Regions from separate parts of the Mus musculus genome. Here region 1 is linked to region 2. Evidence: chromatin contacts called from public Hi-C data. All regions are on one chromosome and are shown on one strand. The core of a region is the stretch at or near the end of the contact, and the rest is flanking DNA. Distances in the headings are between cores, read along the strand shown.

Region 1 (3,319 bases), core at 63-2,562, 130 kb after region 2:
TTTAGGCCAGCCATATCTACATAGCCAGTTCCAGGCCATTCCAGACCTGAGATAAGACCTTAAAAGAAACCAAAGAAAGAGGACATGCTAGGCATGGTGGAGCACAACTTTAATCTGTGGAGATGGAGACTCACACCTGTGGAGGTGTATCTGATTTGGGTTCAAACAATTTCTACTTAGGAATTAAATGGTTTGTTTTTACTTTTGAGATTTGTCCTAGAACAATTTTATTTTATTTACTTTTACAAGTTTTGGTATTTTGTGTGGTATTGATTGTTTGTATTTAAAAAACCATACGAAGTAAAAAACCAAATAACAAAAATATGTCCTCACTGTCCTAAGGAATAACTTCTACTGGGAAGAGTTAATTTTTTTTTTTAAGAGGTGTAAAAACTATATTTGCTACACATGGTAGCACGTTTTCAATTCCAATACTTGTTTTTTGTTTAACATTTTTTTAAAGATTTCTTCTTGTGTTTTATGTGCACGTGTGCATGCATATAGGCTAGTGCGCCAATATAGGCTAGATGAGCATCTTGGGTTCTCTAGAGCTGGAGTTACAGGAGTCTGAGTTCTGCATATGTATACTGTGAACTAAATGCAAGTACTTTCAACAACTGTGACCTCTCTCCAGTCCCTATGTGTTTTTTGAGGCAGGATCTGGTAACAGGCTGGCTTCAGACTTGCTCTATAGAAGATTGACTTGAGTTCTGGGTCTTACTGTTCCCTTACTGAGCCTCTAATACTGAGAATGTGGAAATTACCTGTTCTTCCTTTCCGTTTAGTTCTCTGTGTCTAATAAATATGTACCATTTTTTATTTATATGAATACATTGTAGTTGTCTTCAGACACAACAGAAGAGGGCATCAGATCTCATTACAGATGGTTGTGAGCCACCATGTGGTTGCTGGGAATTGAACTCGGACCTCTGGAAGAACAGTCAGTGCTCTTAACCACCGAGCCATCTCTCCAGCCCCATAATTTATTTTCTTATTCCATTAATCTTTCTGATTAAGAGCTATTTATCGTGTATACATTGAATTCTTTCCATCCAAAATTAAAGAATGAATTCTGACATACAGTAGGTCACCACCAAGGATTTAATTTGAAAATACCTAGTCCTTGTTAAAAGATGGCACACTTGTAACACTGTTAAATATATCTTTGCTACATTTGTTAGGGCCAGCAGCCTACCCCATCGGTCCAGCAGCCAGGCCTGGTGACTCCAGTTGCCGCAGGAATGGGTTCTGGAGCACACACAGCTGATCCAGAGAAGCGCAAGCTCATCCAGCAGCAGCTTGTTCTCCTTTTACATGCTCACAAGTGCCAGCGCCGGGAGCAAGCTAATGGGGAAGTGAGGCAGTGCAACCTTCCTCACTGTCGTACCATGAAAAATGTCCTAAACCATATGACACATTGCCAGTCAGGCAAATCCTGCCAAGGTGAGTAACTTTGAGGATGATATTTTTATTTGGTACTTTGATTATGTTGATGACATTTTAGACATAGACATGTTCTGACATTAAATTTTGCCTTTCCCCCTTTATAAGTAAAGCAACTTTGTACACCAGGTGAGTTCCTGACCAATAAAATACAACTTCTTGGGTGTATGCTTGCTTGTTTGTATTGTTCCTGAAATTGAACCCTGAGCCTTGTACTTGGTAGAGGAGCACTCTATTGCTGAGCCATTCTTCTACCCCTAAATTTGCCAGAGGCTACTGATTAGGCTAGTCTAGCTGTCAGGTAGTTTGTTCTGAGAGTTTAGCATCACCAGTTCCCAAGCATTGGGGTTAACATGATATATTTAAGGTACTAGGGTCTGAACTCTGGTTCTCAAGCTTGCATTGCAAGCTCTTGACTGACTGAGCTGTCTTTAAAACTTTTACACTACCTGTTTATACATGATAAATATTATCAGAAAGATTTATGCAATAAGAAAATAAATTATGGGTCTGGAGAGATGGCTCAGTGGTAAGTAAGTAGTAGTACATGGTTAGAAAGGAAGTTGTAATAGTTTGTGATATTTATTCTGTTTTGTTCCAGTTTAGCCATGTGGGCAATTACTCAACACAATAGAGTTTTGCCCAACTGAATACTTCTATGTCTAGTGTCACTGTTTTATAGGCATGTATTCTGCACTACAGTTTAGAATATCTTTATATTTGGAGCACTTGTTAAGTTGTATGTCATTCCTGTAAATAAAAAGAATTAACAATTTTTTCTTGTTTGTTTTAGTGGCACATTGTGCATCTTCTCGACAAATCATTTCACACTGGAAAAATTGCACAAGGCATGATTGTCCTGTGTGTCTTCCTCTCAAAAATGCTGGGGATAAGCGAAATCAACAGTGTAAGTGATTAAATCTTGCTGATTTTTACCAAGTTTTTTGAGCAGCATACTAGTGCCCTTTGACAGAGTGTAGACTACTGCTTGACTGTTTGAGACTCTGGTCCTGCCATGCCATTCTGGATGAAAGATTTTCTATTTCTCTCTTAATTAGTAAAACAAAAAAGAAGTATGTCTTATTCTTGGAATGGAGTTAAGAGCATCAACTGCTCTTTCAGACGTCCTTAGTTCAATTCCCAGCAACCACATCATATCTGTAATGGGATCAGATACCCTCTTGTGCTGTGTATGAAGACATCGACAATGTAATCACATATGTAAAATAAGTAAATCTAAAAAAAGAAAATGGAAATAAGATTTTCGTATTCTTAAAACCATCAATAGATGACAAATTTTAAAAAAATTTTTTTTGCCTTTAGAGATAGCCTTGCTATGTAGCCCAGGCTGGCACTGAACTTGCTATCTCTGTCTCAGCTATCTGAATGCTGGGATTGTAATTGTGTACTGTCGTGTATTCTTTAAAATTTTCAAAACTGAAGCATTGAAGCAAGTTTTTTCTTTTTATTTATTTATTTATTTCAAATATATGAGTATACTGTAGCTGTATAGATGGTTGTGAGCCTTCATATGGAATTGAATTTTTAGGACCTTTGCTTGCTCTGGTCAATACTGCTCGCCCCCAGTTGCTCCGGCCCAAAGATTTATTTATTATTTTTATTTATTACTATACATAAGTACACTCTAGCTGTCTTCAGACGCACCAGAAGAGGGTGTCAGGTCTCATTACAGGTGGTTCACAGTGTGGTTGTTAGGATTTGAACTCAAGACATTCCAAAGAACAGTCATTGAGTGTTCTTACCCACTGAGCCATCTCACCAGCCTGGCATTGTTGTTTTGGCATTGAGTGGGTAGATCAAATGAGAAATGTTGGATTGGGGTTAGCGGGGGTTTCTTTTTTTGATTGTCTTCAAA
Region 2 (3,548 bases), core at 412-2,911:
GACTGAGATCAAGCGACCTCCCTAGGGTCACACAATCCTCCACGGTAGGCCTGGACTTTAGACCGAGTTTTATCTACTTCCAAGATGGCTCATTTTCGCCAGCTGTGGTAGCAAGAGCGAATCCCAGAGGACGGCTGCGGTCAAGCCCTCTACAAACAGTTACAAGCTACACAAAGGTCAGGCCTCCTTATTAATCAAGAGCTTGGCCAAGCCTCCAACCACCCCAGTTTAACGAAGCGCCTTATTATTGTTGACTTGGACACTCAACTCTGACCTTCCCTATATTAAGAACCAGAGCTCTGAAAAACAAAGCAGAGATAGAACAAGCTGAAAACAAACGGGTAGGCGGTCATGGTCCTCACGGCTTCGCTCGACAGCTTCTCCCCTAAGGAAACGGAAAGGGAATGTCTGGCTACAGCCGAACTGAAGTCTAATCTGGATTGTAGATGATGTCGCTTCAAGAGGTAAAGCGCGAGGTGAGGAGGAATCAGAACACCAAAGACGTGGGGAGGGGAGGGGCTTGGTGTCAGTGGTGGGACTGCACCTGAGCCTATCAGCTTTGGAGTCAGGCAGACACTGGCTCAAACACTGCATACACCTGTAACCACAGCCATTGGGAGGTGGGGGCAGGAGGATTGCAGTTCAAGTTCACCCTCAGCTGCATAGTAATTTGAGACTAAATTGAGCTACATCAGACCAGACTCTGAAAACATTAAAAAAATGGGAGAAAACAACACTGGATGGAGTTGCCTAAAAGCAGTGGCTGCTGCCAGACTGCGGCGGCAGATGCCTTTAATCCCAGCACTCCAGAGGCAGAGGCAGGAGAGGCCAGCCTGGTCTGCAGATCAAGTTCTCGGACAGTCAGGGCTACACAGAAACCCTGTCTTGGGAAAAACAATAACAACAAAAGCAATGGCTATTCTTGCCAAAACCTAGGTTTGATTCCTAGCACATGCGCAGTGTGGCTCATAAGCTGCCTGCCTGCAACCCCAGTTCTAGGGAAACACTTAAGTTTCAGGCAGGAGATTTTCTTTCTTCCTTTCTTTCTTTCTTTCTTTCTTTCTTTTTTTCTTTTTTTTTTTTTTTTTTTTTTTTTTTTTTGGTATTTTCGAGACAGGGTTTCTCTGTGTAGCCCTGGCTGTCCTGGAACTCACTACATAAACCAGGCTGGCTTTGAACTAGAGATCAGCCTGCCTGTGCCTCCAGATCTTTGTTTTTTATTTTAAAAATTACATATATGTATTATGCGTATGCCTGTGTGCGTGTGTCCTTGTGCAAATGCCATGGTGTACATGCAGATGACAGAGGACAACATAGAGGACTGAATTCTCTTCCTCTGCTATATCTGGTCCGATGGATGGAACTCAGGTCTCCATCCCTAGTTCCAGGTCACAGAGAAAGTGTCCTTCGTTCCACCTTAAAAGTCTGGACAGGCGAACTTTACACTTGATCAAGAGTGCGTTATCAAGAGGTAGAAGAGAAAAAACAAGGCATCAAGAAAAGGACACCTGTGTGTGGGAACAGGACCAAAGAGGTGTGAGAGGTCATGGAGTCACGTGAGGAATCCTGGGAATCAGAATCCGGAGACAGCATCAGAGTGCAGTGTTTATTGCTTGCACAGCGCCTACGCTTATGTAAGTGTTCAAGCCAATCCCAAGCCCTAAATCCAGGGCCAATAGCATCTCTCGCCACACCATCACCAAGCCCCAATGAAAGCCCTGCCCTATAAAGTTACTCAGAAAAGCAGAAGGGGGAGGGGCGAGGCATGGTCACCTGTTAGGACTTCAGGGAAGATGTGGCAGCAGCGGCTCCCCTGGCCTTGGTTTCTTTTTGCTATCTCACGTGTGTTCCGGGAGCCATCTAAGATCGAATGCCGTGCACTGGTCGCGGAAGCCTGTAGCGCCTCGCTCAACATCCCACGTTTTTCTTCATAAGGTTGCTTTCCATATCCTCCACACCTGTGTCTCTTCCCAATTGGATAATCTGTAAAGAACTGGCACACAGGAAGTGGGAAGGGGCAACCGTTCTGGACATCCAATTCCTAGAATAAACCAATAAGTCTTTTGTCGGCTTTATTGGACCGGGAAGATTAAAACAATTTCAGTTACATACAAGTCTTACAAAGTAGAAGAGATAAAAAAATATTAATCCCTTGCCCTAAACATGAACTTTATAGGTTTTGAGTTTTAGAGGATTTAGTTTGTTTAGTTAGTTTTGGTTTCTGTTTTTTTGTTTTGTTTTGTTTTGTTTCTTCTTTCCAGACTAGGTTTCTCTGTGTAGTCCTAGCTTTCCTGGAACTCCTTCTGTGGATCACACTGGCTTCAAACTCACAGAGATACACCCTGCCTCTGCCTCTGCCTTCTGGTATTCAAGGCAAGTGCCAGCACTGCCCGGCTGAATTTTATAGCATTTGATAGGAAAGACTCATACTTGGTATTTCTTACAATGGCAAGCGCCTTTACCACAGAGCCAGCTCACTAGCCCCGACTCATACTTTTTTTATTTTTTCCAATTCTGTTTTCTCCAGTGCAGAAATATTTTTATCAATTAATTATTTTTAATTTAATTAATAATATATTTTTATCAATTCACACTACTTTGTTCATTGCTCTGGGTTTTTTGTTTGTTTTTTCTCTGCACAATGAGACCGATGGGGTCTCACTATCTGGAGGCAGGCTTTGCATGAACTCTGAGCAGCCAGACCACAGGCACTCACCAAGCACCTTGCCAAGATGAGCTGGCCTAGAATTCAAGGGCAGTTTCTCGGTCTGAGAATCAAAAAATAAGTTCCCCAACTAGGTGTAGCATGATAAACCTGTAAACCTAGCATGTAAAAGGTAGGATCAGGGGTCAGGAGTTCAAGGTCATCCTGGGTTACTAGAGACCTTGTCTCAGGAAGAAAAATAATGTTCCATGACCTGGGACACTGCGCCTGATGTAGCATGCTCTCTGGTGCCTTCCCTAGTTCTCTAGTGACAGGTCCATATGGCCCCTGCTCCTCATTTCTGGAAACCCTTTTTATTTGATCCCATTTCACATCTTCAGAAATTTCTTTTCTTTTCTTTTCTTTTTTGTTTTTTTTGTTTGTTTGTTTTTTTGTTTTTGTTTTGTTTTTGAGACAGCAGGATTTTTTTTCTTGACTGTTACTCTCCCTCAAGCTCAATTCAGGTCCAGCCTCTCCCACTGACCACAGTGTTCAACCAAATAAATGATAATATGCACCCAGTTCCTGGTTTCCAAAACCCATCAGGGTAAGGTGTCAGGCGTTGCTGGGCGATGATGGGGTGTATACCTTTAATCCTACCATTCAAGAGGCAGAGGCAGAGGCAGGCAGCTCTCTGATTTCAAGGCCAGCCTGGTCTACAGAGTGAGGTCCAAGACAGCTAGGGCTACACAGAGAAACCCTGTCTGGAAAAACAAATACCCCCCCCCCAAAAAAATGAAGGAGGAGAAGGAGAAAGAAAAAGAGGAAGAAGGAGGAGAGGAGGAGGAAGGAAGAGAAGAAGAAACAGAGGCAAGAGAGAGAGAGAGAGAGATCCCTAAGAAAC

Evidence for each region. Hi-C and Micro-C count contacts between places; a contact is called where the count stands out from the background.
Region 1: a contact with region 2 is called in a Hi-C map of bone marrow-derived macrophages, with 47 read pairs. The contact joins two enhancer-like sites. A contact is called at or near these places in 1 of 39 promoter capture datasets (embryonic stem cells), 8 of 15 datasets of contacts at CTCF or cohesin (CD8 T cells, the NIH/3T3 cell line, embryonic stem cells and 3 more), 108 of 484 Hi-C or Micro-C datasets (the 63-12 cell line, the AML12 cell line, B cells and 53 more), 27 of 115 datasets of contacts at active chromatin or transcription factors (the 230-238 cell line, CD8 T cells, the HPC-7 cell line and 15 more) and 4 of 9 other capture datasets (adipose tissue, embryonic stem cells, liver and 1 more).

Annotation. Positions count from the first base shown.
Region 1 is chr15:81,609,174-81,612,492 of GRCm38.p6, forward strand. It overlaps Ep300 (E1A binding protein p300), which reads left to right. Exons shown (of 31, transcript NM_177821.6): 4 at 1,182-1,443; 5 at 2,237-2,350. Among named protein-coding and RNA genes, the nearest start is that of Gm22067, 19 kb to the left of the region's middle. Within about 2 kb of position 1,313, at least 3 of the 459 cell types and tissues checked have an H3K27ac peak or open chromatin away from gene starts, as enhancers often do. A contact at or near this core is called in bone marrow-derived macrophages, where this site is marked.
Region 2 is chr15:81,479,485-81,483,032 of GRCm38.p6, forward strand. No RefSeq gene overlaps it. Among named protein-coding and RNA genes, the nearest start is that of Rbx1, 15 kb to the left of the region's middle. Within about 2 kb of position 1,662, at least 98 of the 459 cell types and tissues checked have an H3K27ac peak or open chromatin away from gene starts, as enhancers often do. A contact at or near this core is called in bone marrow-derived macrophages, where this site is marked.